Regions from separate parts of the Mus musculus genome. Here all the other regions are linked to region 2. The links are chromatin contacts, called in public HiChIP or PLAC-seq and promoter capture Hi-C maps. All regions are on one chromosome and are shown on one strand. The core of a region is the stretch at or near the end of the contact, and the rest is flanking DNA. Distances in the headings are between cores, read along the strand shown.

What was found. Promoter capture Hi-C pulls out the DNA fragments that hold promoters and counts their contacts. HiChIP or PLAC-seq counts read pairs in DNA pulled down with a chosen protein or histone mark.
Region 1: a FOXA1 HiChIP or PLAC-seq map of pancreatic cancer cells shows a contact between it and region 2. The contact joins the promoter of Ptk2 here to the promoter of 4933427E11Rik in region 2. A contact is called at or near these places in 2 of 115 datasets of contacts at active chromatin or transcription factors (embryonic stem cells and pancreatic cancer cells).
Region 3: a contact with region 2 is called in a promoter capture Hi-C map of embryonic stem cells, with 2.1 times the contacts expected there. The contact joins the promoter of Gpr20 here to the promoter of 4933427E11Rik in region 2. A contact is called at or near these places in 6 of 39 promoter capture datasets (the C10 cell line, embryonic stem cells, liver and 2 more), 1 of 15 datasets of contacts at CTCF or cohesin (large pre-B cells) and 2 of 115 datasets of contacts at active chromatin or transcription factors (embryonic stem cells and large pre-B cells).
Region 4: a contact with region 2 is called in a promoter capture Hi-C map of pre-B cells, with 3 times the contacts expected there. The contact joins the promoter of Eef1d here to the promoter of 4933427E11Rik in region 2. A contact is called at or near these places in 2 of 39 promoter capture datasets (hippocampal neurons and pre-B cells).

The regions. Positions count from the first base shown.
Region 1 is chr15:73,418,947-73,426,219 of GRCm38.p6, forward strand. Ptk2 (PTK2 protein tyrosine kinase 2) reads right to left here and starts at 4,245. Exons shown (of 35, transcript NM_001358046.1): 1 at 4,063-4,245.
Region 2 is chr15:74,704,108-74,711,106 of GRCm38.p6, forward strand. It overlaps 4933427E11Rik (RIKEN cDNA 4933427E11 gene), which reads left to right and starts at 5,054. Exons shown (of 1, transcript NR_033197.1): 1 at 5,054-6,267. Jrk (jerky) reads right to left here and starts at 5,215. Exons shown (of 2, transcript NM_008415.6): 1 at 5,140-5,215; 2 at 1-3,757. The coding sequence starts at 3,327. The coding sequence ends at 1,654. Gm32994 (a long non-coding RNA gene) reads left to right here. Exons shown (of 5, transcript XR_003951652.1): 5 at 1-404.
Region 3 is chr15:73,703,288-73,710,549 of GRCm38.p6, forward strand. It overlaps Gpr20 (G protein-coupled receptor 20), which reads right to left and starts at 4,218. Exons shown (of 2, transcript NM_173365.2): 1 at 4,034-4,218.
Region 4 is chr15:75,906,680-75,913,714 of GRCm38.p6, forward strand. It overlaps Eef1d (eukaryotic translation elongation factor 1 delta (guanine nucleotide exchange protein)), which reads right to left and starts at 2,665. Exons shown (of 10, transcript NM_029663.2): 1 at 2,566-2,665. Tigd5 (tigger transposable element derived 5) reads left to right here and starts at 3,056. Exons shown (of 1, transcript NM_178646.4): 1 at 3,056-7,035. The coding sequence starts at 3,112. The coding sequence ends at 5,040.

The DNA.
Region 1 (7,273 bases), core at 2,995-5,494, 1.3 Mb before region 2:
AGAGTGAGTTCCAGGACAGCCAGGACTACAGAGAAACCCTATCTCAAGAAAGAAAGAAAGAAAGAAAGAAAGAAAGAAAGAAAGAAAGAAAGAAAGAAAGAAAGAAAGAAAGAAAGGAAGGAAGGAAGGAAGGAAGGAAAATTTCTGGGAGTTACTACACAGGGAAGCTCATGCCTTGCCTCTTTGCTTTCCATAAACTGTTCCCCTTATACACATTAATCCAAGAACAATCACTCGCAGAAACCCTCGAGGCTGTGTCAGCTACTAAAACAAGTAAGCACCATCAAGCACTGTTCCACCCTTATATATCTGTATTTAACTAATTCTTAACTGACTCCAAATAACCAAAACTCTGATACACTCAATGGCTAGTCTATATTGTGCTGTTTAAGTCAGAAGCTCTGGTTCTGAAAGTGCCAAGACAGAATCTACTTATCTAAACTTCCCAGGTACCATCACTCACATTCTGAAAACCAGTTAAGCTTTGTCCAGTCCTGCAGGCCCTGGGTGGCCATTTCCCCTCCAGAGCTACCAATATGAGCCAGGTGACCCCCACAAGTTACTCTGAACTTCAACATGCAGGTCTTCTGTGTACACTAGGGGTGCTACAGCACCTGCAGGCCAACAGTTCTCATAGGAATAACATTGAAGCAAAATCCCCATCCAAGGCTGGGAAGGAGGAGAAACTCTCCCAGGTTTCCCCAGAAGGCAGTGACACTCACAGGGGCCCAGTGGTAAGATCACTCCCCTATTATAAGATGATTCCAGTCATTTTCTTTCCAGCAAGGGGAAGTATTCATCAGCAAGTTCCACATAGAACTACTTTAATTAATTTTAAGGCTGATAAGGAAACATCTTCATGTCCGTAAACTCTGGTCAACACTAGTAATGCTGTCTTCCAGCTCCAGCAGCACACACAAATTCTATTTCCCAGTTCCAAGATTGCAGATTAGATACAACAGCACCCACTAAACTCCACTTAAACTGAACGCTGAATCATACAGAATTCTCCGAATTATATTTCCATACTAGAACCCAGTAAAGATAAAATCTTTAAGAATTATAGGTAGTAGGCTTTATAATCAGCAATGCCTTTAAGGGATTTTAAATACGATCTATCATAATTCCTAGAAATTAGTACCAGAAACTGAGATATATAAATTTCATTTCTTGTACATGAGGCTGCTTTTCTTCCTTAAGTCATAAACTTTTTGCCAAAATGATGTAGAGGAACAAAGCCAAAAAGGCTCAAATATCCACTATTAATACAGTTCAGAGACAGTGGTCAAACACACCTTCTCAGTGTAGTCTAGTGAGACCAGTGTGTCTCAGGGGACCGGGAGGAGGCTGACAGCTGTACTCTTAAGGTCCCTGGAATTTATCACTACCAACACACACAAAAAACACAGCCATTAACTGCCAGCCTTTTAAATTTCTTGAACTTAAGTAATTCTAAAAGTATCAGAAAAAGATTCCAATAACAATTTATTGCTGATTATTTTAGGAATCTTAGTAGAGGAAATGGTAACAAAAATATGTATTCTAAGTGGTAGACTCCAAGATTTAAAGCAAAGCCCACAGAAACCATAATTGTCTGATTATTTTGATCTTTGCAGTGCTAGGGCTCAAACGCAGAGCTTCATGAACACTTGCTACCACTGAGCCACACTCCCTATATGCTTCTCCAATTGTAGTGACTATCATCACCACCACTGCTGCTACCACCAGCAATGATGATCCGATGATGATGATGATGATGATGATGATGACGACGACGACGACAACTACAGGCTGGTAAGATAGCACCACAGGAAATAGCACTTGGCTGTAATAAGCCCAGCAACTTAAATTCAACCTCTGGTAGAAGGCAAGAAGCAACTCCACAAAGTTGCTCTGACCTCCACACTTGCACTGAGGTACACGCCAACTTGCACACATATCATACACACACACAAATAATGAAAAAAAATTAACTTTTAATGTGACTGAATTTAAAACAAGAAGTGACCCAGGTAAAAATTCATCTAAACCGAAAATGTCTAATGCAAACTAAAAAGATTTGCACACTATATGAACATGTTGAGCCACATCTTTTGTAATTCATTTTTAATTATTTTCTCAAAATTAAGACCTAAGGGGCGAGTCGACTCAAAATTTCTGTGAACAAAGTTCCTACTTCTCTTACTCAAATTAACATCCCAAGAAAGGGCAATGATGTCAAAACTAGTTTTATTGCATTATACAGTGTAATATAAAATCCTTTCTTCTACATGCTCAATCATCTTTAAAGCAACTCGGGTTAACACCTCTTTATATTCTGAGGGAAGGACTGTGCCACTGCTCAAACTCCGAGCCTTTCACACGTAACACACAAAGAGCTAACTGCCCAGCCTACAAATGTCTTTTAGATCTCCCAATTCCTATGGAGAAGAGTTATCTAACCAGCTCCAGAACAGGGTTTTGAGGACTGGGGGATTATGTAATTTCCAACAACAGGATTAGAGTTCCAAACTACTTCACATACCCCGCTTCCTCCGTGCTGCCTCCTCCCACCCTTCACAGCTACTGCTGGAACTCCACCCCCAACACTTCCTTGTTTAGTGGGCTGCCAGCCTCAAACACAGTAGGTCCCATCTACTCTAGGGAGCTTGCCAAAGCTGTCCTGGCCCCACACTATGGATTTTGAGCCAAAAGGACTTACCTGTCCAGGCATCATCTCTTCCTGAGCCACACAGTCCTAAAAGCTGTGACTTGTGGGTCCCTCCCAAACAGAAGCCACCTTTGCCTGTAGATCACGTATAAGTTAGCTTATATGGCAATGTCCCTAACAAGATCCTTTCCAGGAAAATGTACTCTTGTAGCCTTTTAATAAGCTCAAGTGTCTTAAAAGGAGGCCAGGGATCGGCCCACTTACAACAGCCACAAATATAAAACTAAATTCATAATAATACTGGGAACCATGTCCACGTTCCTTAAAGTTTCCTGTTAGGACTGGGGGCGTGGCTTTGTGGACCAGCACGAACCGCGTGGGAAGCCCTGGTGTTTCATACCCAGGAAAAAAAAAAAAAAGTTCACGTTTAAATACTACACGAAACTCAACAGTATCACTGAGTGGAAATATTATCTATAGTGTATCTCCACAAAAATTCGGAGAATGCTAATGTTAGATGAACTAGCTCTTTTTATGTCTGCATTCACAATACTTCTGTCCCAGGTCACTGTTCAGAGACCTGTCTTTGAAAGGAGACTTTTCATTCCTCAGTTTATAAATACACACACACACAGTGAGGCGCTGCTATTTCACTTCAAGTAGTAATAACCCATTACCACAACCATGATAAAGCTTCCATTCTAAGTAGAAATGCCAGCGCTGGTCAGATTTAAAACGAACCCGCAAACTCTTGCAGTGCCTTCAGCTCCAACCTATTTCAACCAGTTCCCATAATCATTACAGTATTGCTATTATCTTGGTCCCACTGCCAAACACCCAGCTGCAGTCTAACTATGCAAGAATGAGACACTGTTGAAATGGCTTTCAAAAAGCAACTTTCTCCTCGGCGCATTTCTCCGCAAAAAAAAAATTAAAATAAAATAAAATAAACCTTACAATTAAACGACACAAGTGCGCACACAGACACGATCGCTCCTCCGAGCGGTGCCACAAAAGCAGCCGGCGAGGACCGGCGGGGACAGGCAGCGCGCCGTGGCGGGGCTGGGTCGGGGCGGAGGGAACTTGGACAGCACAATGACTCCGGGGTTCGTGCGGTCGCACTGGAAGCCCCGCGCCGGCCACCCCGCGGCTGCTCAGCACTCCGCCTGCCACCTCTTTTGTTTTTCGGCTTTCGGGCCTCCCGGTCCCCGCCGCGCCCGCCCCGCCGTCCCGGACCCCGCGGCCTCTCGCGCCCCAGCCCCGCGGCCTCCTCAGCCCTCGGGGCCCGGCCTGACGAGGAGCGAGGCCGGGGCGCGGTGGGGGCCGTGTCCGCCGAAGCCCGCACCGCGGCCCGCGCCGCCCAACGCCCTGAGCCCGCGCCTCCGCGGCCGCGGCCCGAGCCCCGCACTCACCGGCCACCACTGGGCGCGCGAGGCTGAGGCAGATAGAAGGCAGCGGGGCGGCGCCGGCACCGGCAGCCGTGCTCTCTCCCACGCGCACGCCGGGCGCACGGCGGTCCGGCCGGCGGCGGTAGCGGTGACGGCGGGCTCGCGCCCTCGGGCCGTGCTGAGTCGGCGCGGGCCCGCGCGTGCGCCGTGGCTGGGGAGCGCGCGCCCACACCTCGCGGCGCGCAATGCCTCACCTCAGCGCAGAGCTCTACGCCTGCGCAGTGCGGACCGCGCCTGCGCAGAGCAGTCCGGCGCGCCCGGCTCCTAGTAAAGTGTATCCCAGCTGTGCGGGCGTGGCGTCGTCCGCGGATAGCGCTGTTCCGGGATGACGAGGTGGCCCCTGTGGCCGCCCCAGGGTCTGCGGACTAGGCCTGGGTCCCTCACGGTCACAGGAGATCCTTAGCCGCACACACGCCGGCCCTGATCTTCTCCAGGCTTCACCGCTTCAATAGAGGTTCATGGGCTTTCTGTAGATGGGGAAACTGAGGCACAGAGAGTATTTTAATGGATCTCTGAAGACGGTCCGAAAGATCGTTTAGGAGTGCCTGGGGCCACTCACATTCCAGCCCCTTCCCGCAGCCCCTGTAGATCTTAAGACTGGGGAAGCCTTTCGGGGACACTGGGTGGACAGGAGGGCCAGAACGGGAGAGCCACTGTGGATGGCTGCTGGCTTAAGAGCCAGTTCCAGCGCGGAACTTACCACGAAACGTGAGACTGGGGGGACACCTTTGCCTGAATCAAGCAGGTGGCCCTGTCCTTCCGAGCCGTGCCTAGTTTCCCTGAGTTTGTTTTTGTGCAGCAACCCTACGGAGAGTCTTAAGCAGGAAGTGGTGACTGATTTGTGATCTCTGAAAAAAAAAAAGGAAAAAAATCACTGGCATCCTTGCGGTAGGAAATGAAACCAGAAGCGGGGAACTTTCATTTTTAATGGTGTCATTTTGATCTTCGACCACAAGCCAACGAGCAAGCAGGACAGGCAGTGAAAGGTGAACACAGAACCACCAACCACTACATACCTGGGAGCTGTAATTTACTCAGGTATAATAAAACGCTTTGAGTTGTCGAGATTTTGCCATATTTTAGTGTTTCTTTTTTATTGTTTTTTTTAATGAAGTGTATTAAACTTGGATTTGAACTAGTAGTGGTGGTTATGTTTGGGGGTTTTTTTTTCTCTCCCAGATTTATTTATTTTATTGTACTTGTGTGTTTTCCTTGAATGTATATATGGGTATCACACACATGCCTGGTGCACGTGGAGGTCAGAAGAGGGTATTGGATCTCTTCTGAAATTAGAGATAGTCGTGAGCCAGCCACCATGTTGGTGTGGGAATAGAATCTAGGACCTTTCCAAAGACAAGTGCTCTTAACCACTGAGGGATCCCTCTAGCTCTAGTTTTATTTTGTTTCGTTCTTGTTTGTTTGTTTGTTTGTTTGAGATATAGTTTCATGTAGCCCAGGCTGTACTAAAACTTTCTGTGTAGCTGAGGATAGCCTTGAACTCCAGCTCTTTCTACTTCCATCTTCTGGTGCTGGGATTACAGATTATGTCACAATAGCCAACCTATAGTGTTTTTCTGCACTTAAAATTAGAAGGGATTATGTCTCTGTGTCACCTCTAGCACTTTTTCTTCGGCCCCATGTTAGTTGTCACTTCGGTAATGTCAGCTGACTACTTTGAAACCCGAGCCACCCATTGCCCTGCTGAGTGTGCTCCCATCTAGGCTCCTTGCCTGCTTACCCTGTTGTCTCCAAACCTATTGTTCAGAACAGTTCAACACTGCTCTTGTCCGTCTCTCGATTGTCTCTGCTCTGGACTTCTAGATTCATAGAACAGGGACTTTGTTTTGTTCCCCAGGCAGTCCCTGGCACACAGTAAATATTTGTTGAGTGGGTGAATGAAGCTTTGCATGGTGTAAAATGAGAGATTATTATTTAAAGTATCAGAAGGATAGGGGGGAGGGGCTTGGAGTGGTGACACAAAAGGGGGTTTGCATCAAAAATGGCTTTGTGAGGAGAGGTAGCACTCTGCAGTGGACTGAAAAGGGTCACCGAGTCTTTGACAGGCCTCCCAACAGGAGGCAGAATCTGAGTTTTCACCCCTTGAATCTGCACAAGTCTCATACTTTGCTTTGATCACAGTGATACATCATAGGTGACATGGTGCTGATCACAGGATACCCAAAGCTGTTTCTTCTTAACCCTGACAAAAGAGTGAAAGTTGGCCTCCTAAGCAAGCCACATGGGACCCTAGCAGCAAGCTGCCAGCCTCTAGGCTTGTGAGCGAGGCTATGCTGAGCCACCCAGCTCCAGCCAAATGGTCAGTCAATAGCAGCCTCATGGGGCCTTCAAAGACCAGTAATGTCCAGCTGAATACAGTCCGCACCTCCAAATTGTGTCTTGTGTCTTAGTTACTTTGTCAAAACACCATGACCGCAGCCAGGCATTGGTGGCACATGCCTTTAATCCCAGCACTTGGGAGGCAGAAGCAGCCAGGTCTACAGAGTGAATTCCAGGACAGCCAAGGCTATACAGAGAATCCCTGTCTCAAAAAAAAAAAAAAAACCAAACAAACAAAAAAAAAGAAATAATATTGCCATGGGAAGCAAAGAGCTATTACAAAACAGCAGAGTGTCTGCTGTGTCAGTGTGGCTGACAGATGGGAGAGTAGTATCCAGAAGGCTGTCCTCATATATCCTATAATAGCCTCATAACCCTGCGGGTGACCACCTGTTATCGATATCCCCACTTCATGGATGTGAAAGCTGTGTCTCAGGATAAAAAGAATGAGTCAGGTAACAAGGCAAAAATTCAAGGCTGCTTCCTTCCAACCATATAGTCTCTGCGCCTGCTTTTCTCTCTCTGGGTAATCAGCCACACTCCAGCCACCCGCACTCTCGCTCCTAGAGCAGCCTACTGCACTCAAACCCCTTGCAAGAAAACAAAACAGCCAGCCCAACTTGGCTTCTCTCTTCCTGCACTACATCAGATGGGCCAGTACTTCCCTGGCGTGGGAAGTCTTCAGGAAGGGCTTCCTGTATTCCAACAGCGCAGCTGCACAATCCCCCAAGCAATTCCACTTGAAATGCCCATCCTCCCCCAACTGCCCAGAGCTTCCTCCTAGGAGAGCTCTCTCACAGTGAAGAAGCAGAAACGGACATTTAACAGTCAGGCGAGG
Region 2 (6,999 bases), core at 3,804-6,303:
GAGCTTAGAGCTTTCTGAGGGCCTCAGTGACCACTGGACAAAGGGAACTCTCCCCTGGGACAGAGGGATGAAGACAAAGGAGGCTGTTGTTTTGGAACGTGCTCTGGGGGCATCACATATATAGTAGGTGGCAATACCAGGAACAGGTCCTGAAGGTCAGCTAGCATTGGTCCTAGAATGTGGTCTGATGGGTACAAACCTTATAGGCCCAGGAGCGCCCCCAGTCCCGCCCCATGCCCCCACTCCACATGCCCACTGATGCTCAGGCACGTGTGGCTTCTGACCTCTGACCTGCAGCAGCTTAAATAGCCACAAGAGTTACACAACAGCCCCGTATGAGCCAGAAACCAGATAGCACATGAGCATGCAAATGTCACCCAGACACACAGAAAAAGTGGTGTGAAAGAAGCATAACCCTGGTCAACAGGGACTGAAGAATCATGACAAAGACTTCTGAAAACAACCTAGGTATAATATTCACACATGCAGGTAAAGCAAGACGACACTCAGCCACAACTAGAGCTGTCTGCAATGGCCATCCTTAGTGTTTGGACAGATACAGAAACACAAAGCAACATTGCCCAAACCCCTCTGGCTCTCAGAGGTTCGGCAAAAGTCTCTTGGTGTAGCAGCTGTCCACCACTGGAATGAAGACTGTGGTAGCACAGCCACAGGAATCCAGGAGGGAATGAAGGTCAAGAACAAAGCCACGGTGAAAGAACAGTAAGGTAACCTCTGCAGACAAAGGGCACTGGGAGTCACGGGCACAGCAGCCACAGTGCTACTCATCGGCTACAATGCTACAATGTCAGGAAAAGTCATGTCCTCCGACAGCTGGTCTCCATAGAACCAACCAGGGCAGACACATATCCCACTGGAGTAGTGCTAACCCCCCTACCCCATGTTGAGCTCCAAGGCACCAAGTGCTGTTCTGTTCTGTGACTTTGCAAACCGTTCACATAAAGGCTGTTACTTTGAAGTTCTGGGGAACACGGACTTCTGAGAACATGTTGGCCTCTGAACAATGCTGAGATTAGCACAGTGGCTCTGTGAGACCTGGACCCCAGGGGTAGGACCTGCTGCTGACAGGGACACTACAGAGCTTGCTGTTGAATTTGTTTGTTGATGGATGAGGTGGGTGCAGACCAAGAGGTTGGCATGATACCTCAGCAACTAGCAGTGGGGGATGTGAACACTGAGGCCAAACGCTGAAGCCAGTGCCCTTAGGAATGGGCGTGGGGTCCACCAGTTGAGGAGAGCAAGCCTCCCAAGGGCTGGAGGTACACCCCTCAAGGCACTTCAACCTGATAATGTGGCTCAGTTTTCCAACACCAGACACAGAACTGGCCCACTGAACCAAGCTGCAGCTAGGGGAGGCTCCAGAGTAGCGAGATAGAGGGTACCAGGTCTCTTGCCATTCAAATGATAGATTATCTGTGCTAGAAGATACAGTTAAACCACTAGCCAGAACATAGAGAGCCCTCTGTAAACAAGGAGCAACCCTGACAAGAGCCATGCTCCTGGGGCCCAAGCCTGTGCTTGCTCTCTCGCTCATCTCAGTATGCTCTCCTCCCTAGCAGGCAGTCTCTGCCCCACAGCTGCACATGCCATAGAGCAGAGCTGCAGAGGGCCAGTGGGTGCAAACAAGGTACTTTAGTTGTCACCTGCAGTGGAAGAGCAAGGCAAGGTAGGGTGGGTTGTGGCCACACACACCCCAGGGTGCTCCTGAAGGGCCTCAAGTTTGATCACAGCCCTGAGAGCCACACGGGGCTGCCTCAGCTGCTGCTGTCTCCTGAACACCGTGTGCAGTGCCTGCAGCTGCCCCATCTCTTGCACGCTGAAACACGGCTGCCGCTCTGCAAAGCGCACAAGTGCCTCAAAGGATGTGGCTGCCTGCTCCCAGGCTGCCTCCTCAGTCTCACCGGTATCTTTCTCTGACTTTTTTGTACACCTAGTGGCCTGGGATGGTGCCACAATGGCAGGGGCCTCATCTATGTCCCTCCCTGCCACAACCCGCTCTTCAACCCTGCTGTCCTGAAGCCTGCTGCCAGAACAGGTTGGCCCTTCTTTTACAAGCCCAAGGATGTGTGCGAACGTCTTGTGAGGCTTGATGGCACAGCACTCTGCTTCCTCCTCAGAGGAGGAGCCTTCAGTGAACGTGACAGTGGGCCACAGTTTCCTCCAGGCCCGCTGGAAGACCTGGCTAGGCACAGCATTCCAGGCACGGGCCACGTTGACTATGGCGTCATTTATGTTGTGGCGGGTGGGGAAGCCCTGGAAGGCCACGGGAGGGTTAATAAAGAGCCTCATGAAGGCTCTGCGAATGCCTTGTTCTGTGGGCTGCAGTAAGGAGGTCACGCTGGAGGGCAGGAAGATGGTGAAGACGTTCTCTGACACTAGCTCAGACTCCTGTGAGTGGGCCCGGGAATGGTCCAGCAAGAGAATTGCCTTGCTGTCTTCTGGTAAGCCTATGGTTCTAAAGTGCTCTCTCACCGAGGGGACAAAAATATGATGGAACCAGTCTGAGAAAATCTCCTTGTCTACCCAGGCATTACCCTGGGCCTTGTAAGCAATAGGCAGGTGCTGGATGCCTCTGAAGGCTCTGGGGCCGCCACCCTTCCCAATGGCCAAAGGCTTGATTCTGTGGGAGCCTGTGGCATTAGCGCACATCAAGACAGTCAGCCTGTCCTTGCCCTGTTTGAAGTGGGGCACAGTCCCATCATCTGGGGCAGAATTTGGCAAGCACCGCCAGACAAGACCAGTCTCATCAGCGCTGTACACCTGCTCTGGAGACAGCCCGTGCTCCGCTGCAAGGCTCCTGAAAAAGCCACAGAACTGCTCAGCAGCTTGGTGGTCAGCCGCCTGCTTCTCGCTGGAGGCATCCAGCTTTTTAATGCCATGCCTGGCCTTGAAGCGCCAAAGCCACCCTCCAGAGAACACACAGGGCTCTGTCAGCCGCATCTGCTTGTAGAAGTCCTTGGCCTTTTCGATGAGCATAGGGCCCGACACAGGGATGCCCTCAGCGCGCTTTACCAGGAACCACTCATAGAGCACCCGGTCCAGGTGCTCCAGCTTTGGGGTGTGCAGGGTACGTCGCTGTTCCAGCGCCTGCCGAGAGTCTGAGCTGGCGAAGAACCTGAGGAGCTGGGCCTTGTGGGCTTTGATGTCATACAGAGTAGACATGCCCACATTATACTCCTGCATCAGAGCCTTCCTACTCTCCCCACGCTCCAGCCGGGTGCAGATGTCAATCTTTTCCTTCAGGGTTAGCACCACTCGCTTCCGCTTCTCCCCCTTGCCCTTGGCTGCAGCCTGCTTGGAGGCCATGAGGAAGCAGCCGGAGCCAGGCTGCCCCTGTCCTTACTTGGTTATGTTTCTCTCTGGCTCTTGGGGCCACGGTTTCTCCCTCTCTTCTCTACCTGCCCCAGGAACTGATCCCAGGCTTAAGTCAAGTTCATTCTTGACTCTACCCTGTCTACAGCAGTCTCTTGCCTTAGTTTGCCTTCAGTATCAGGACTCTAGCATACTTAGGCCTCAGATCCTGGTAGTGCTGTTCTCTTCAGGGGAGGAGACAGGAGAGCTACCCTGGACTGCTGGGGTGCACCTGGAGCCTACGGCCTCCACACAGATGTCACAATGTGGCAGCTTTCCCCTTCAACTGTGTCCAGGTTTCAGGCTAATGAAGATTTGATGGCCCTAAGCTGGAGATACTCCTTGTGAGGATTCACAACGTTGCTTAACCCATACACTCCAGGAACTAGAAAAGCAGAGGAGAAAGAAAAATGTTACTAAGAGCAAGCACTCAAGATATGCTTAGATTTTAAACATCAGTGCCATTTGGCCTGTGTGTGTGTATGTGTGTGTGTGTTAACCAGCCCTTCCTTTCAGACGACACAGTAAGCAGCACCAGCAACCTTTAGAAATGTTCAGAAAAGGCTAAGAGTCACAATGCATAACTAACGCCTTCTCTCTCCCTGTAAATCTTATCTGGAATGCTCCTCCCAATCGAGCATTCGATAAGTCAGAAGGCCACAGAGTTACTTCCACAAGCAGTATAAAAGTGCACCCCAGACCACAACATAAGACACACGAGTCATTTATTCAAATGAAGTTCCAAAGATAGGCAGGGAATACAGCTTGCCACCGGCCAGCTGTGTAACTCTATTCCCTTAAGTCAGTCTCCTGGTCTGCAGAACTCAGTGCTGGTCCCCAAGGCTCTCCTCTGCTAGTTAGATCGAGGATAGTGTGCATACCACTGGCACACAGTATTTGTTGTGGGCACTTCACTGTGGAGCAGAGGGAAATCAAGGCCAGAGTCTACTCTCAGGGGTAATGTTTAACCCAGGCAGCCGAGGAATTCCTCAGCAACTTAGGCTACCGGGAGGCTCAACTTATGATGGCTTAGTGCCTGCCCTGCAGATGTGTTGAGAGTGGTTTAGTGACTGAAGACACCCACTTCAGAAATGAAATTTTTGCCAAGCTCCATGTAGTGGTCCAAGCCTACCATCTCAGCACTTGAGAGACTGAGGCAGAATGGCTTTGAGTACAGTGCCAGCCTGGGCTACCCAGTAAGTGCTAATGTAGGGGGAAAGGGGAAAGAGGAAATTTGAATTTGGTACCACTCTTAGAACCTCTTAAACGTGACTGCAGAGATCCAGGAGGCTTCTACCTTGGGAAGAACTGTTCCAAGGGAACACTGATAACCAAGGACCACTTGAACAGAAGCTTAAAGGACCTTTTCTGGAGCGGGAGTATAAAGTGGGAGAAGCTCCTAAGAGGAGAGGCAAATTTCTTCCCGCAGGTCCTGAGACGTCTGGGGAATGGATGGAAGAAACAGCCTGCAACCTAGCTGCAGCCCAGACGACACACGGGGGAAAAAAAACAAAAAACAAAAAACTCAAAACACAGGCAAGAAACGAATGAAGGGGTCCGGGGAGAGCCAGGAATAACCGAGCTTGCCCGGTCTGCGGACTGGTGAAGCGCCTGGGAGCCGAGGGGACCTGAGAAGGGATGCTCGAGTCCCGAATGCGACTCGATTCCCGAGCGCAGAAACAACGATGATCGTCCGGCTCTGGGATGAGCCTCCAAGTCAGTCGGCGGAGGCGGCGGCCCAGCCCCGCACGGCCCAGCCCCACTCACCTGCGGACCCCGTGCCGCCGCTACCGGCCGGAAACGCCAGCCACGCAGCTCTCCACCGGCCCGCTCTTCTCGGCCTTCCCCGACCCACTTCCGGGGGACGCTCTAGACCACCGGGAGACTTCTGTCTCGGTGGTGTCTAGGTCGCTAAGGGGCGACCAAGCAAGGAAGCGGTCCGGGCCCAGCGGCTCAGCCTCCGGTAGAACAACAAAAGCCACAGGGCGCTTCGCGTTTCCTGAGGAACGGAATCTTCGAGCGGAGCGTCCGATCCTGGGAGCCATGGCCCGGAGAGCACGGACGGAAGGCTGGGTCCAACGCCACCTTGCGGTGGGAGGTACCCAAGGCCCGCCGGTTGCCAGGACCCCCTTTCCATCCTTGTGGACCCTTCTTTTAGCTAGGATTCAAAACGTGTCCAATTTAGACGATGCTGATGATGAGATTTGAATCGTAGTATATAGCGTAGAGGCTTTGAGAGGCATTGAGATGAAATGAACCATTTTGTATGTTGAACATACCTGAATTCGATCAGTTGTGTGGGTGCCCAGTCTCTAGATCCCTGAACCTGCGAGTTCAAGAGCTGAAAGGAACTTGGCAGGCATAACCAAAAGAAAGTCGTCGAAGTATAAAGTTTATTCTGATTGTCTGTAAGCACAACGGTTCGTTGTTAAAGGATCGAGTGAGAGAAGACACTCCAAAGGAAGGCTATGAACTGACAACAGAGCCTGAGCCTTGTGCTTTGAAGATGGAGGAAGACTACCATTCAAGAAGTGCAAGTGGTTTACAGGAGCTCCAAAAGGCGGGGAAACTTCGGACTACAGACCTGTTGGCACCCTGATCTCAGTACCCTGGGTCCTCAGAAGTGGGAGAAAACATAATTGTGTTGTTTTGGGACCTCCACACGGGGGTGATTAGTCACAGCTCCATAGAAACACAGATTGTGGAAACTTGTTCCTCCTTAATTCACACCCTTGCCTGAGTACCCAGGACCCGTCTGCCTGTTCTTCCCCACCCTCTCTTGTTAAATCTCTTGCTCTCTCCATTCAAATTCCCCAGGGATCTCCAGTACAAGATTTTTAATAATACCAAGGAAGGCTGGGTGGCTCCCAAATCCATGTCTCCTTCCAGAATCTCCTCTCTGATGTCGAAACTTCTGTCTCTTCCCAGGACCTGGACATAACATGCACCTTGAACACAGTGTTTCTGAAATGAAGATGGGAGCCTTGTGATTGGCCTGGTGCTACCCATGGTTTTTCCTGGCAGTTCCACCATCCCACTCACCCTGAACTCTTCCTCATGCCCCACACCCATTCCACCACATCTGATTGGCCTTGCCCCCAGAATCTATTTTTTTGGATTCCCTCCTTCCCTCCACCCCCCTGAACTCTGGACAGGCTATCTGTTGCCTGTTCCTTGTTCCTATTGTTCTGACCATACATTATTGTCAGCTACTGCTGCTGCACTGTGAGCCAAAACCCTGCCCTGGGACAGCCACTGTCTTGTAGCACATGACTGTGGGTAGTGACTTAAGTGCAGGCCAGTGCTAAAATGTATGGGACATGGGAGGAAACTGAGTCACAGAGGATACTAGGCACATGATGTGACTGAAATCCAGGACCCTTAGAAGTATTTCCGTCAAGTTTTCTGGACTCCCCTGGGACAGCTGGCTCCATCTCTGCCGGTGGTTCTCTCCTGCCACCTTGTGAACATGGGATCATACATTTCTCTAGGGGAAGGGCTTGGCAAGGACCTGGGGCTTGGCACATGACTCCAGACTTATCTCAAGGACTGAGTGCACTCTAGCAGTGGGTAACTGGTCAGAAAGGGAGAAAGACTGGGGTCCCCTTGGACCTGGCACTAAGAGTT
Region 3 (7,262 bases), core at 2,968-5,467, 1.0 Mb before region 2:
TGGTTTTTACCTCCAGCTGTGCCCTCCCTATCCAGTAGTTGAGCGAAGCTGAAACCTCTTCCAGGAAGCCCTTCGACGTCACCCAGACTGCTGGGTTTGTCCCTACCCCAGCACATCATCACACTCCATGGAATTGTCTGCTTCGAGCTTGCTCTGCCGCCACCTGGACCCTGGGGATTCACTCCACCTTGTTGAGTCAAGACTTTGGGGATCTACATAAATGAAGAGAGTGCTGCAGAGAGGCCTGGGGGTGTTGTGTGGCTCAGTGGGAAATGCCCACATCGCCCACAAAAAGAGCTTTAAGTTACAGTGAGCAAGCTGAAGGATCCCGAGTGGGCCATGTCAGCCAGCCCAGGATTTCTCAAGAGATTTCAGGAAGCTCTCAGGGACAGATCTAACTTCTTAAGTCACCCTCCCTTTTAAGTCAAGTTGATATACCATGCTCTGAACTCTAATGGGAGTGGCAACTTCTGTCGCTCACAGCTGTGAGAGTGGACCTGTGGCATGCTCTAGTGTAGGATTCCCTATTGGTCACCAGGGGCCACGGCTACTTCTCTCCTTAACCTTTGAGTGGGGAGTGGCTTGTCTTGGCTTTTCCTTAGGCTCTGCCCAAACCCATCCTGACGTCAGCATGTGGCTTCTTGGCTGTCTAGTGGCCCCACTGTCTCTTCTGCAGATTGGCTGCCCAGCCTGGCTCCACATGGGACCAGGAAGCTAAAGGGTGGCTCCGGATCCTGCTCCACCTGATTTCCTGCGCCAGGCTTGGGAGGGGCAGGCGCTAGGGATCGTCTGGGCGGGAGTATGAGTATTTCACAGCTCCAAGGCGGCGGGGCGGGGCGGCAGCTTTTACAGGAGAGGCAAGCCATCTGCCCAGGGTCATGACCCTGGGGATCCAATATGCGTTGGGCGGGACCAAGAGCCATGTAGGGAGCAGGGGGGCTAGTTGTAGCAACTGAGAGGTTCTTGGGGACTCTGAAGTCACAGGTGTATGTACGAGTTTGCCTGGGCTTAGAGTGTAACCGTAATAAAGATCTACCTAGTGCTTCTAAGGCCAAGAGAGCCATGGCTAGGGAAGCACCTGCTTGCTTATTTTTATTACTAATCATGGTTTTTGAGACAGTCACATTCTGGTCCAGGCCGAACTGGAACCTACTATGTAAACATAGGCTATCTTTGAACTCACAGCAATCCTCCCGTCTTAGCTACCCAAGGGCTGATTACGTGTGTGAACTACTGTGCTGGACTCCGTAGCTTCCTCTTTAGATCCAGGAGCAACTGTGTTCTGTTGGCTTCAACTGCCCCGTGGTTTCTCTTCGTTTAGTCTGGCATAAAGATCCAACTTTCTCCGAGTCACCTGGCAGCTCTCTGAAGCACAGTTAGGACCTTAAGACCCCACAACCCAGCTTTCCTGGGAGCGGACCACGCACTGTTGTGAACAGGACCTGGGCTGTATCTTGCTGACTTCCCCCAAAGTCACCATCTGAGAAACTTTACCTGAGACCTTGGGAATGGGACTAACAGGAATGGCACGTTTCTGGAGGATCACACTTGGTCACACTTGGGGCTTCTAATGTCCTCAGGTCTCCCTGACATGTTGGTTCCTTGCTCACCTCTAGCCTAGACAACTATAGCTTCCCTGGTCCTTGACACTCTGTTTGCCAATTCAACCTTTTGAAGGGCTGCTGGGATGTGCAGAGTTGGGGGGGTGGGGGTGGGGGAAATGCTTAGTTCTTCTGAGTGCCTGGTGCGTATGCTCTCTGCATCCGCTGTTCTCCATCTGGGGCATGCTGTTCTTTGTGCCTGGGTTACCTGGTAGAGTCTGCACACTCTGTTCCCTGTGCTTAAGTCTCCTGTCATAAGTGCTTAGTACTCACAGTCAGTATCCCACACAATACTCCCTGAACCCCCTTAAGTTCCCGGTACCTTGGATACCTTCCCTGAGGAAAAAGCTATAATCCCATGATTCTTTGGTCCCTATGAGAATACCTCCAAAGATCTCACTAACCCCTCTCCCTCCCAAGGGAACCCCAAGTAGGTTCTGCTGACCCCATTTTGGTTACGAGGCCAATGGGGCCTAGAGAGGCTCACTCTGATGCTTTGTGTCACACAATAGGGACAGAAGTAATAGGTTTGATTTCTGTGCTGTCTAATTCCCAGCTATTAGCTCTGTGGAAGCTGAATGCACATCAGGCCAGGCCTGTTGCCCACCCTATGCAGAGGAGGACTGACTCAGCCACCTATAGTCTGCCCCCCGCCCCCCAGAATGCACATAGAGCAGGGGGTTCTGCAGGCATTAGATCCGACTCAAACCCCAGCACTGGGGTCTTAAGGGATTTAGGCTGAGTTGGTCCCTCCTCATACAGCTCACATCTGGAGTGGAAGCAGGGCCAGGAGACCCATCTAAGAGAGTAGTGGAGGGGAAGGCTGGACAGACACATTCAAAGCCCCAGGGTAGTCACTGTGTGGTCCAATATGCAGTGGAGAGCTGGGGCAACCTAGGTACACTGTTGCCTTGGTTTTGACTAGACCTATGGAAGGAATCTTACTCAGACATCTTTGGACCTGCTTCACCTCCTTCGAGGGCGTGGCTGGGACAATCACCTTCCCTAGTTTGTGTTCCGTTCTGTGTGGCAGTGTCTTGTTCATTTGCCTCCCTGTTTTTATTTGCGTGGTATCTGGCTGGACTGGAGCTAGTGAGAGTGCAATATCCGAATTTGGGAGGTAGAAGCAGGGGGATTACTGTGAGTTTGAGGTCTGAGTAACACAGTGAGCCTGGGCTACAGGAGATCCTGTCTCAAGAACTATAACCAACCAATCAACCAACCAACCAACCAACCAACCAACCAACCAAACCAAGGAACACAAAACAACCCCTACCCCCCAAACCCACTGGAAATGGGTCTGATGCACACACTCTCTAAAGCCAGCCCTTGAAAGCTGACTCAGGAAGAACACTGCAACCTAAGCTATGAAGACATCAAGCTAATAGAGTTTCAGGGCAGCCTGGGATGTAGATTGAGGCCTTACCACAAAACAAGCAACAAACAGGAAAGACCCCATAGCCAACCCCATCTCACACTATCTTGTACAGGTTTGAAGAAATCCCCTGAAGAATCCCAGGAGGAAGCACAGCTCCCTTTGTTCCCACCGTGCTTGCAGAAAGACCTACTCAGCAGACACACAGCCAGGCAACCCCCTGGCAGCCTGTTGCTCTGGGGCAGCACACAGAGGCAGGCAAAGGCAGGTAACCTCTGCGGGCTATGCTTTCCCTCCACCAGCCTCTGTCTCCGTCCTGCCTGAGGCTACCCAGCTGCTCCACAGCCTGCCCCCGCCAGCCACTCTGGCCACCAGCCAGTTCCCAGCCAGCCAGCCCCCTCGGGACCCTGCTCTACAGCCTTCTCACAGGGCAGCTACACCAGGGAAGCTCAGTCCGGAAGCATCAGCTTGGGGGTCCTGTTGCGGGCTGAGCAGAAAATCCAGCAATGGGCCTCAGTTTCCCCACTCCCAAAGAGGTAGAGGAAGGACCTGGACTAGGGCAGAGACCTTGAGCCAGGGGTGGGCAGATGTGGTTCCTTGTAGAGAAAGTGGATGCTTTTCCAAGCCTTGTCCCCTCCTGGTGCTAGTGGTTAGGGACCCAGAGCTCATCAAATGCTGTTTGCCTGGTCTGTGGGACCATCCCAAGTGCCTTCCTGGACAGGAGAGGAAACTGAGCCCTTGGCTTTGGACTCAGCAGCGGATGCGCAAGTGTGTGATCGGTTTCATGAATGAAATCCAGAGTGGGCAAGGTGGGTGAGGGTCACTGGGAGAATAGAGAGCAACCCCACGGGGCAGGGAGGGTGCCACTTCTGCCCCTCTCCCCTCCAAACTCTTTACATCTCTGCGACTGTCTCTGTGGCAGAGGGCTGTGAACTGGGCTTGCTTCTTGGTCCTGTTTCTCACCCCCTCTCTTCTTCCTAAGTCACCCAACTGGGCAATACGAATAGCCCGCTCTGTGCACAGGGGTGCAGGAGGCAGCAGTGCCTGGGGAACTCACCCGCTCTTGCCGCACCTTCCTCTGGGATGAGCCTGTCCCCTGAAGCTCTAGGTCTGTGGACCCACAGACAGTGCCTTCCCAGGGCCTGACGTCAGGCCAGCCAGCTGCTTTTGGACACAGGCAGAGGGGTGGGAGGGGTGGGGGCGGAGCGGTCTCCCTCCCAACCCCTGCTGGCCTGGCTGCCTAGAGGAAGGGGGGCGGGGTTGGGGTGGAGGGAGCCTGGGGGCGGGAGAGGGGTGGTGGTGGGGTCGGAGATACCACACCTTCCCTAGACAGAGGGGTGAGCCACAGCTGTTCGGACCAGGAAGAGTGGAGGGGGGCAGGGTTGGCTTCTGGCCCAAGGCTATGGGTTGTCTTAGAACAGCTCGGCCAGTTTCTGAGAAGAAAGATCTGCTGGGTGGGTCCCGTCCAGTCGCAGCAGCCAGGGGCTTAGGACATCCAGGCAGGTGTAACCACAGACAGCTGGCAGAGGATGGTCTCTGGTCAGCAAGGGCTGAATGTCTCTGGGGCTGAGGCTGTGCAGGGCTGTTTGCTCTGCCAGGAGTTCCCTCTAGCCCTCTGCTCTTCATGTCTGTCATCCACTTCAGTCATACCACAGTGCTTTCTCGAGCATCCACTCAACAGCCATTCTGACATCGATGACCAGGGAGGGCTGTGTGCAGGAGACCCCCCGGGCCCTCAGAGCTCACACTGGGTGTGAGAAACAGTAGAGGAAGAAGTGGGTGCCTAGTGACAGATCCAGCCAGCCCAGATGAGAAGTGAGGGCAGGGTTCCGGAGTGGATAGAGGGAGGTGCCACAGGACGGGGCTGCCTGGATGGGTAGAGGAAGGGGAAGCCATCTTGGTAGGGTCAGCTGCGTAGTCTGCAGAGCTATGAAGCTGGGAGGGAGTGGTCACTTGCACACAGAGTCTTAGCAGCCCTTAGAGGCTCCAGTGGTGGCTTTGATCCTAAGGGAACAGAAGGTTCTAGAAGAGGGGTGTAATCTCCCAGCCTTGGTCTCCACCCATCATAATATTCATAGAATCTTGTTGTATCTTTCCCACTGGGGCAAACTGAACCCTAGGCAGGAGCCCATGGCTTGCCAGACCACCTCCCCTAGGTCAGCAGCGACTTCTGGTCCTGGAGGGAAGGTTTTAGGCTTCTGTTAGGCTGCGGGGCTGAGGGCTAGGTAGGGCTTCAAAGTCACTGGCAGGCAAGTAAAGGGCTGGAGCTTGGAGGAGCTCACGTTTCACACGCTGCCCAGAGGTGGGTCCAGAAAGCCATGGTCCTTGCCTAGGGATCAGTGCCCACCCGTTCCTTCTACACTCAGCCAGTAGCTGAGACTTTCAATGCCTGGGATACGCGGTGCCTATAGCCTGGATGCATAGTTCCTATCCCTGCCCTGACTCCACGTTGGAACAACACAGGAAGGGCTGTGCTGGCTTTTACTCCTTCATGCCCTTCCACCTCCAGGAAGCACCTGGGTGGGTCCTGTCCTATCACTTGGCAGGGTATACAGACCTGAGGAGAAGGGTGGCGCTGAGGCTCAGGGGCCAGGGCAGTCCTGAGGCATAAGTCTACAGCCTCAGTGGGGCTCTTGGCTGCTGCTGTGCTTGCTGGACTATGTCCGAGGGGTGACAAGGTGCACAGGTCATAAGTGACAGGCCAGGTGCATGGGTGGGTGCAAGGGGAGGCTGGAGAACGGAGATGGCTGATGTGTGATGGAACCCTAGGGCATTGCTGGGTATCGTGGTGCAACACGACCTTTGCAAGAAGAGGAGAAGAGTGGCGTGCATGTGGTGTGTGTGCGTATGCATCATTTGTGTGTGGTGCATGTGAAGTTGAGAGGGTCTGTTCAACTGCCAGGTCGTGCCTTGCCATCTAGAAACATAGTCTGGGGGTTCATCATTCAGTAAGAAGTGCAGAATGCAGCTAGGTGGTGGCGGCACACCCCATTAATCCCAGCACTCAGGAGGCAGAGGCAGGTAGATCTTTGGGTTCAAGGCCAGCCTGGTCTACAGAGTGAGTTTCAGGATAGCCACGGCTACACAGAGAAACCATGTCTTGCAAAACAAACAGACAGACAAATGCTGAATGGTGCACCCACAGTGGTATCTGTCACACATGGGCTAGGTGCTAGGTCTCACTCAACCATCAAGCCTTCTAAAGAGCTGCTGGGTTCCACTCCCAGGGAGGACAAATCAGAGAGGTAATGTCACCTGTTCAAGGGTATGTCGTTAGAAAGAGGGGAGCCAGACCTGGAGCTGTCCCTTCTGTCAAGCTGCCAGTCACACTTGGAACCAAAGCCTGGCCTGCTTTCTCCATGCAGGCTTCAGGAGCAGCTCCAGCCCTAGTACTGGGCAAAGTGTGGGCTTCTGTCTCTTCCGGCACATTGGTCCTGGGGACCATGCACTACTCTGAGTTGGCTGGGCTTCAGTTCTCTTGGTAGAACTGGACCAGGGTCAAGAGTTGGCCAAACCCCCTGCAGAGCCTGGATGGCTTTCTATTTCAGACCTGTCTGGCCTCTGGTGGTCCCCTGGGATTATGACAGCTGAGTCTGCATGGAACTGCACAGTGGGTCCCTGTAGTATAGCCGGAGCCTCTCTGAACCTCATCGTCTTGCTGTGTGTGCAGAGCAGAGACACCGTGTGTTGCCCTGGCACTCTCCTTTAGGGGTACTAGAGGCACTAGGGGCAGGGGTGTGAATGTGAGGAGGGATGCTGTTGGGTAAGATGTTTACTATGGGGAAGGCCAGTGACAAATCCCTGGGGTTGACTGATAGGCAAGACTCAGAGTGGAGTGACTGGAAGCGGGCACCAGATGATGAGCAGTCAGTCAAGGTGAACCTGGTGGGTCAGAATCCGTGTGCCTTCCCATCTGGATCCTGAATCCAAATTGTGCTCGAATAAAGAATTATTGAAATCAGCTTGTCAGCTTTCCCGGCCTCTAACCTGCCAGAGCTAAGGGTGCTCAGGGTCCCTATTTTATTTTGTGTTATGGCCACAGCTTGCTGAGGATCATGGTATATTTGACAAAGGGGCTTCTTAGGCCTTGTAGAACCCTACAATGGGCACTGTGTACATCTTACTGTCTTCCTGGACTCTACACTAGACTCTGAGGTTCAAAGAGAACTAATGTTTGTCTTTTTTGATTGCCACTCAATTATTTCTAAACTGTGTATGTGTGTCTGAGTGGTGTGTGTGTGTGTGTGTGTATGAGTGTGTTGTGTTGTAATATGTGGTATGTGGTG
Region 4 (7,035 bases), core at 1,415-3,914, 1.2 Mb after region 2:
TCCCCACATCCCTACACAGGGTTGGCCGCCTTCTTCCTGAGGCTTTAATCTAGGCAATAGCAGGAACATGCTGAAGAGACTGAAGTACCAGAGAAAGCAAGCTTCCAGACAAGCAGGCTCTGCCCTGCTCCCAGTCATAGGCTATAGGATATAGGACCTAAGGACCTGGTCAGCTATCAAGTTCATGCCTGAGCTCTGGGGGCACTGCATGCAGACAGCTCAAGTGTCAGACAAGGCCTGATGGGTCTTAGGTCCTGAGATAACAACAGAGCCAGGCATGGCTATGTAGCCCAGCACCCAGACCTAGCTTCCTCCACTCACAAGAAGCTTGTACTAGCTAGCTGCAGCCTCTCAGGGCTGAGCTACCACTTCTCTGTAAAGAAGCGCACATGTGTTCCGGGCTCTCATAACTCCTACCAATCTGGGCCAGGCAGCAGCCTCTGCCAAGGGTACTTCTGGCTTGGGAACTGGACCCTGAGGAAGATGAGAAAGGCTATGTCACAGCTGTGCCCCATCTCAGTAGCAAACACCTTGAGGGTTCCACATGCTGGGAATAAAAGTCCACAGAAAAGCTGGCTTTCTGAGCCCTAAGCCCATACCTTTCTGTCCTCTGGACATTCGGAGGTAGCATGTCACCCCCTCAGTCTTGACAGTGATGAGCTCCCAGTACTGTCTGTCCTCCACAGGATTAGAAATGTGCAAGGTGGGTAGGGAACAGGTCTGTCAGAAAAGTTCAACTTGTATCCCTTCACGCTTATAGCCACATCCTCTGGGCTCACCTGGCCTGAGTCTGTGAACAGATGCTGCCCATGGGGGCTTTTTCTGTGTCTGGTATTCAAAGGGGGCAGCTGGTAGCACTTGGAATGTGAGGACTCACGAGCTTTTCAGTCACAACAGCCACGCAGTGTGACTCTCCCACTGCAGCTTATGTTGGCACAGGAGTGGTGTCTTGGTCTTTTTTTCCCATGGGTTAGTAGATTCTCATCTCCAAGCTCCCACCCTGCTTCTCTGCCTCTGGGATATCCCAGTCCTACTCAGAAACACTGGCCTGAGCTGTCTGCCCACTTTGAGACCCAGAGGCTAATGCTGTCACTCCAGTCTAAACCCACCCAGCCCCAATCTCCTTACCCCCAAATGCTATTGTTTGTTGGCTCTATTTCTGTTCCAGCAGACGGTACCTTGACCTGACACACAGGTCTTGGGACTCTGCTAGACGACTTGCTTTCTCAGCTCTTCCTTTACACCTGATAATATCTGGACCATACCTTGGGGGCATTGGTTGTGTGTCATCTTAGACACAGGAAGGAGAATGAAAACTCTGATTGGTAGAACCACCCAAGTCTGCTGAGTCAAGTGATGTGTGGAACTGGAGACCAAAGCACGTTCCAGCACCCGGATTTCACATGTTTCAATGACTCCAACATTCAATAGGCACACAGCATCTTAGACCCCTGGCTCAGAAGAAATGTTTAATGCCAGCATCTCCTACCTGCATCCCCCAAGTGTCACTCTTGCTATCAAGCCCTCTCAAGCACTTTTGCCTCATCTGTACTATGCCACGGAGCCTCACCTATCCAAAAGATAAGCCCGGAGGACGACCCTGCAGCAGCCTTCTCCTGAGAGGGCAGAAAGCCATGCAGAGCAAATCCCAGGCAACCAAGTCTAAATGGCTCCCTCTGCCAACTCTCCAACTGTTTGCTGAGTTCTCCTCCCACAGTCCGAGAGAAGGTTCATGATGTACTGGCCATCACAGAGCCTGGGAAGGGGACTCCTTGTCCCTTTGACTTCTTCCTCTTGACTCTGTTGCCCCACGGGATTGGCTTAGGGGGCACTCGGTAGTCCTGTCACATCCATCCTTTGCTTCATCCATGAGAATCCGCCTGAGATAAGACCCAGTTATCCATCCCCGAGTGACAGGGCCAATTCAGAAGCATCCTTGGGAGTAGCATCCCAACATTATAGCTTCACCAAGTTCTTTTTGCTGCAGGGTAGCCGTTCACTCTAGAAAACCATGATGCCCGGAGAGAGTGCTCATGTATTAGAAAAGGGGCGACCGTACCCTTCAACGCCCCTTTCCAAAGAAAGCTGCCCAGATCACCTTATTCAAATCAGTAAGTAGAGCTAGTCCTGTTACTTTTGAGCAAATCGACACCACCACGCCCTTTTTTCTACCCTGTGTTCGTGGACCGTACGAGTTCCACCAGTCAGCACCCGAAGCAACCTCCCTCTATGCCTAGAGTTAGGTACGCCCTTGGTGCTTAACCGCAAAGACCTAGGGCGTTAGCAAGAGCTGGGCCCCCAAAATTCCGGAGCCAGCCCGACCGCAGGCAACCGTGTCACTCAAGGCCGTGCCGTGCTGGGATGTGCGGAGCCACCGCGCAGCCAGCCTGAAGCAGCGCTCCGGAATCTGGCAACCATGTGGCCAGCGGCCCGCCTCCACACAGGCCCAGACGCCCGCCCGCAGCCCGCACTGTCCCACGGGAGGCAACCCTAACGGCGCGGGGCCCGGGCACTCCAGGCCTCCGCCGCACGTGCGCTCCTTGAGGCGGGGCCCCCGGTACTCACACGCCAGCCAAGGACGCAGCAACCAAAACCTGGAACTGCGAGCTCAGGACTGCAAAGGAGAGGGAGGGCGCCCGCGCAGCTCCCGGAAAACGCAGCGGCATAGACCACGAAAGGCACGGCGGGGGGTCCAACCCTGGGCACGCGCTGTCTTGCCCTCAGAGCGTGCATCACGATGCATGCAGGAACCACCATGGTAGAAGCAAAGGAAGAGCTACCTTGAGAGCCGCGCTTCACCTCAAGAGTTGTCGCTAGGAGCGGAGAACCGGATCTCCCAACACGCCGAACCCCTCCTCAGCTCGAAGAGTGGATCCGTCCGACGAGGGCGGGACGTAATGAAGCTGATGTGCGCACGCGCTAGTGACGCGCCCAAGGCCAGACTGTGCGCAGGCGCCACGAGGCGAAGTGGGCGGGCCTTGCGGGCCGGGGCAGGCAAGGCTGGCGAGACAAAAGGGAGGGACCCGGGCAGCCCCGCCCCCGAGCCCCGCCCCGAGCGGCCCGCGCGGGGTGTCAGGCTCGCTTTCCCGGGTGGTCCCTGGCGCCGACGCCATGTACCCCGCGAGCCCTCCGGCCGGCCCAGCCCTGCACCCGGTCCCGCATCGCGCTCGTCTTCCCCAGCCACGGTGCCTTGCTGAGCCGCCGCGATCGCCGGCGCCCGGCCCGGGTTCCACGGCGCGCCCGCCGCCGCCCCCAGCGCCCGGGCCGCGGCCCCGGGTGGCCGTGAAGATGACTTTCCGCAAGGCCTACTCAATCAAAGACAAGCTGCAAGCCATCGAGCGCGTCAAGGGCGGTGAGCGGCAGGCCAGCGTGTGCCGCGACTTCGGCGTGCCAGGCGGCACTCTGCGCGGCTGGCTCAAGGACGAGCCCAAGCTGCGCTGGTTTTTGGACCAGCTGGGTGGAGAAGTGGGCACGCAGCGCAAGAAGATGCGTCTGGCCAACGAGGAGGAGATCGACCGCGCCGTCTACTCGTGGTTCCTCACCTTGCGCCAGCACGGTGTGCCGCTATCCGGGCCAGTTATCCAAGCGCAGGCTGAGGCCTTTGCTCGCCAGATCTACGGCCCCGAGTGTACCTTCAAGGCTAGCCACGGCTGGTTCTGGCGCTGGCAGAAGCGCCATGGCATCTCTAGCCAGCGCATCTATGGTGAGGCTGAGTCCCCGGTCGCAGGCCCCGCGCCTGTCAAAGAGGAGCCGGCGCAGTCACCAGGCGCAGTTCTCGTACCTGACGGCGCGCCAGCCACTCTACCCCACTCCGAGGGCGGCTATGGCGACGAGCAGATCTACAATGCTAACGTTACTGGTCTCTATTGGAGGTTACTTCCGGAGCAGGCCTCAACTCCGGGCACTGGGGACTCCAAAGAGCCTGGTGGGTGCAGCCGACGCTGGCGCAGTGACCGAGTGACAGTACTGCTGGCCGCCAACCTGACGGGCAGCCACAAGCTGAAACCACTAGTCATCGGGCAGCTACCGGACCCACCCAGCCTGCGTCACCACAACCAGGACAAGTTCCCGGCCTCCTACCGCTACAGTCCGGATGCCTGGCTCAGTCGCCCGCTTCTTCGGGGCTGGTTCTTCGAGGAATTTGTCCCTGGCGTCAAGCGCTACCTGCGCCGAAGCTGCCTGCAACAGAAGGCTGTGCTGCTGGTGGCCCATCCACCCTGTCCGAGTTGGGCCACTAGCATGCCTCCCCTGGAGGAGAGCGAGGAGACTCCCAGGCAGTGCCAGCCTGAGCTCCTTGGGTCCCCAGAGGAACTTCAAACACCTGATGGTGCAGTTCGAGTGCTCTTCTTATCCAAGGGCACCAGCCGAGCACACATCCCTGCACCGTTGGAGCACGGCGTGGTGGCAGCCTTCAAGCATTTGTACAAACGCGAGCTCCTGCGGCTTGCTGTGTCTTGTGCCAGTGGCTCCCCTCTGGACTTCATGAGAAGCTTCGTTCTCAAGGACATGCTGTACCTGGCTGGCCTCTCTTGGGACTTGGTCCAGGCAGGCAGCATAGAGCGCTGCTGGCTGCTGGGTCTGCGAGCAGCCTTTGAGCCTGGGCAGCAGCCAGCTCACCAGGTAGAGGAGACTGCCGAACACAGCAGGGTGCTCAGTGACCTCACACATCTGGCAGCTCTGGCTTACAAGCGCCTGGCACCTGAAGAGGTGGCCCAGTGGCTACACCTGGATGATGATGGAGGCCTTCCGGAAGGCTGCAGAGAAGAGGTGGCCCCCGCTGCTCCTCCATCCCCAGCTAGCCTGCCCTCTAGCATCGGGGCTGGAGAGGAGGAGGAGGAGGCCACCGAACAAGGAGGAGTGTTGGTACCTACTGCTGGGGAAGCTGTCTGGGGACTAGAGACAGCTCTGAGGTGGCTAGAGAGCCAGGATCCCAGAGAAGTGGGGCCGCTGAGGCTTGTGCAGCTACGTTCTCTCATTACCATGGCACGGAGGCTTGGGGGTATTGGGCCCTCAGCTGTAACTTCTGATGATGGTGTGTGACTACCTTGGCCCAGTGGTCTTTTTCCTGCCTCACTGGGAGAGAGGGGGCACATACAGTCTGCCATCTTCCACCTTTTCTCCCCGGTAGTCCACTGTATGGGTCCGGGGATGCAAGCCCAGCCCAGTTTGGAGGAGTTCTATAAGTAAAGGATGTACTGCCCCAATCCACAGGGTCTGGGGAAGTGGCTATGTTCTTCCCTGGGTAGGCACATGTGGGCACATAAGCACAGCCCCTACTGGAGAACAGTTGACTGTACTTCCACTCTGGCCCCTATGGGGCTCACACACACACACACACACCTACCTGCCTCCGAGTGCACTGCCTGAGGCTGCTGCTGTTTCATCTGCTTCCCTGGTGCTACCTGGTCTCATCTCAGTGGGGAAGCATTTGGTTCTTGGTTTTGTTTTAAAAACATTAAACCTGTTTGGAAAGATGCTCTTCCTGGGGAACCCATGAGTGCTGACTGACAGGGTGAGGTGGTCTCTGGGGCTCTCTTGCCCTTGCTCTGATAACTCAGGTCCTTATGGTGCTGGATCAAAGCCCAGGCTAGGCTCCATCCAGTCCCTGGTGAGCCCGGTGCCTGGTGAGGTTTTGGATGCAGCAGAGAGTATAGCAAATTCTGTTCTACTTGGATTTTTAGTCCCTCCCACTCCCCAGCCCCCTTTAAGTACTCCATTCTGGATAGGTCTTCTATTCATGAGGTTAGCAAGTGTTTGGATCAATGGGCAGGACAAACCACAAAGCACTTTGTTTAGCTCCAGGGCAGTCTGATCTACCTGGAAACATGCCCTAGCCTTTGCAACCATCTGGGAACTCTGCAGTGCCTTAGAGTCAACCTCTAGCCCCATGGGCTCTTCCTGCACCAGCCTTCTCCAGGAACTATGGCTGGATAGCCCAGGTTGAAGGAGAAAAGGCTCAAAGGAATGTCCACATTTTGTATCTGCTGCTCTGCCCAGCTGTGGATTCAGATGACTGCTGGCCGTCTGGAGCTAAGGCACCTGCGTCTTAAGGAGGGGCACTGTGTCTTTGCAGGAATTCCATCCAGAGCCTTTGTCCCGGTCCTCCTTGTCTTTATGTCTCCTACTCTGAGCCTTGCAAACATGAAGTGGAGAAGGGATGTAACAGCTTGGCAATGGGCAAAGCCTTGAGTGACGTATCCAAAAGTGATTTCCACCTAGGCCCAAGAATATAGTTCCTTGGAGCCACGACTACATCCCAGTCAAAAATCTGCATAAATATCAAAAGCTGAGGGAAAGCATAGAGCAACAGAACTGGAGCTCAGGTAGCAGGCTCCATCTATGCACACTAAGGACCATCTGACCACCTAAGTACCCAGCCTCCCCAAAGATGACCTAGAAAACCTTGGGCAATCGTGGCTGGTGGGGGTCTCCAGCACTAGCTACTTGGCTGGGTTTTCAAAAGTCTAATGTGTTTATACCAGCAGCCTCCATATCAGCCAGATACCCAGGTTAGGAACTACCATCCAGCTTTGACAGACCTGCTTTCAAATCTGCAGAGAGCCAGATCTGGGCCTTGGAGGTACACTCAAGGCTGGGTAGCTTCTAGTAGCTGCTCTTCAGCCTAGGTTACATGTACTGTTCTTTTGAAGAGGTTCCGATCTGGCCTGGGCTCAGGTAGACTGGAGTTGGCAGAGACTAGGGCTCAGGAGTAAGACCCCTCTCACCAGCCTCTCTAAAAGCCCCTTTTACTTGGGCCCAGGAGGTTATGACCTCATATTGCTGCTGCCTTATAAACAAGCAAGTACGGCCTGGCTGAGTGACAGGGTTCCTGTCAGGTTTGTGTTCGTGTACTACCATTAACGGGGCTAGGGAGATGCCCATGAGGCTCAAAGGTGTCATCTCAGGCTAGGGATGTAGTGCAGTGGTAGGATGTCTGCCTAGGATGCCAAAGGCCCTAGGTTCAAACAACTGCACTGTAAAAAGAAGAGAAAAGTACACTTAGAAACATTCTGGTGTTCTTTACATGCTCTAGGC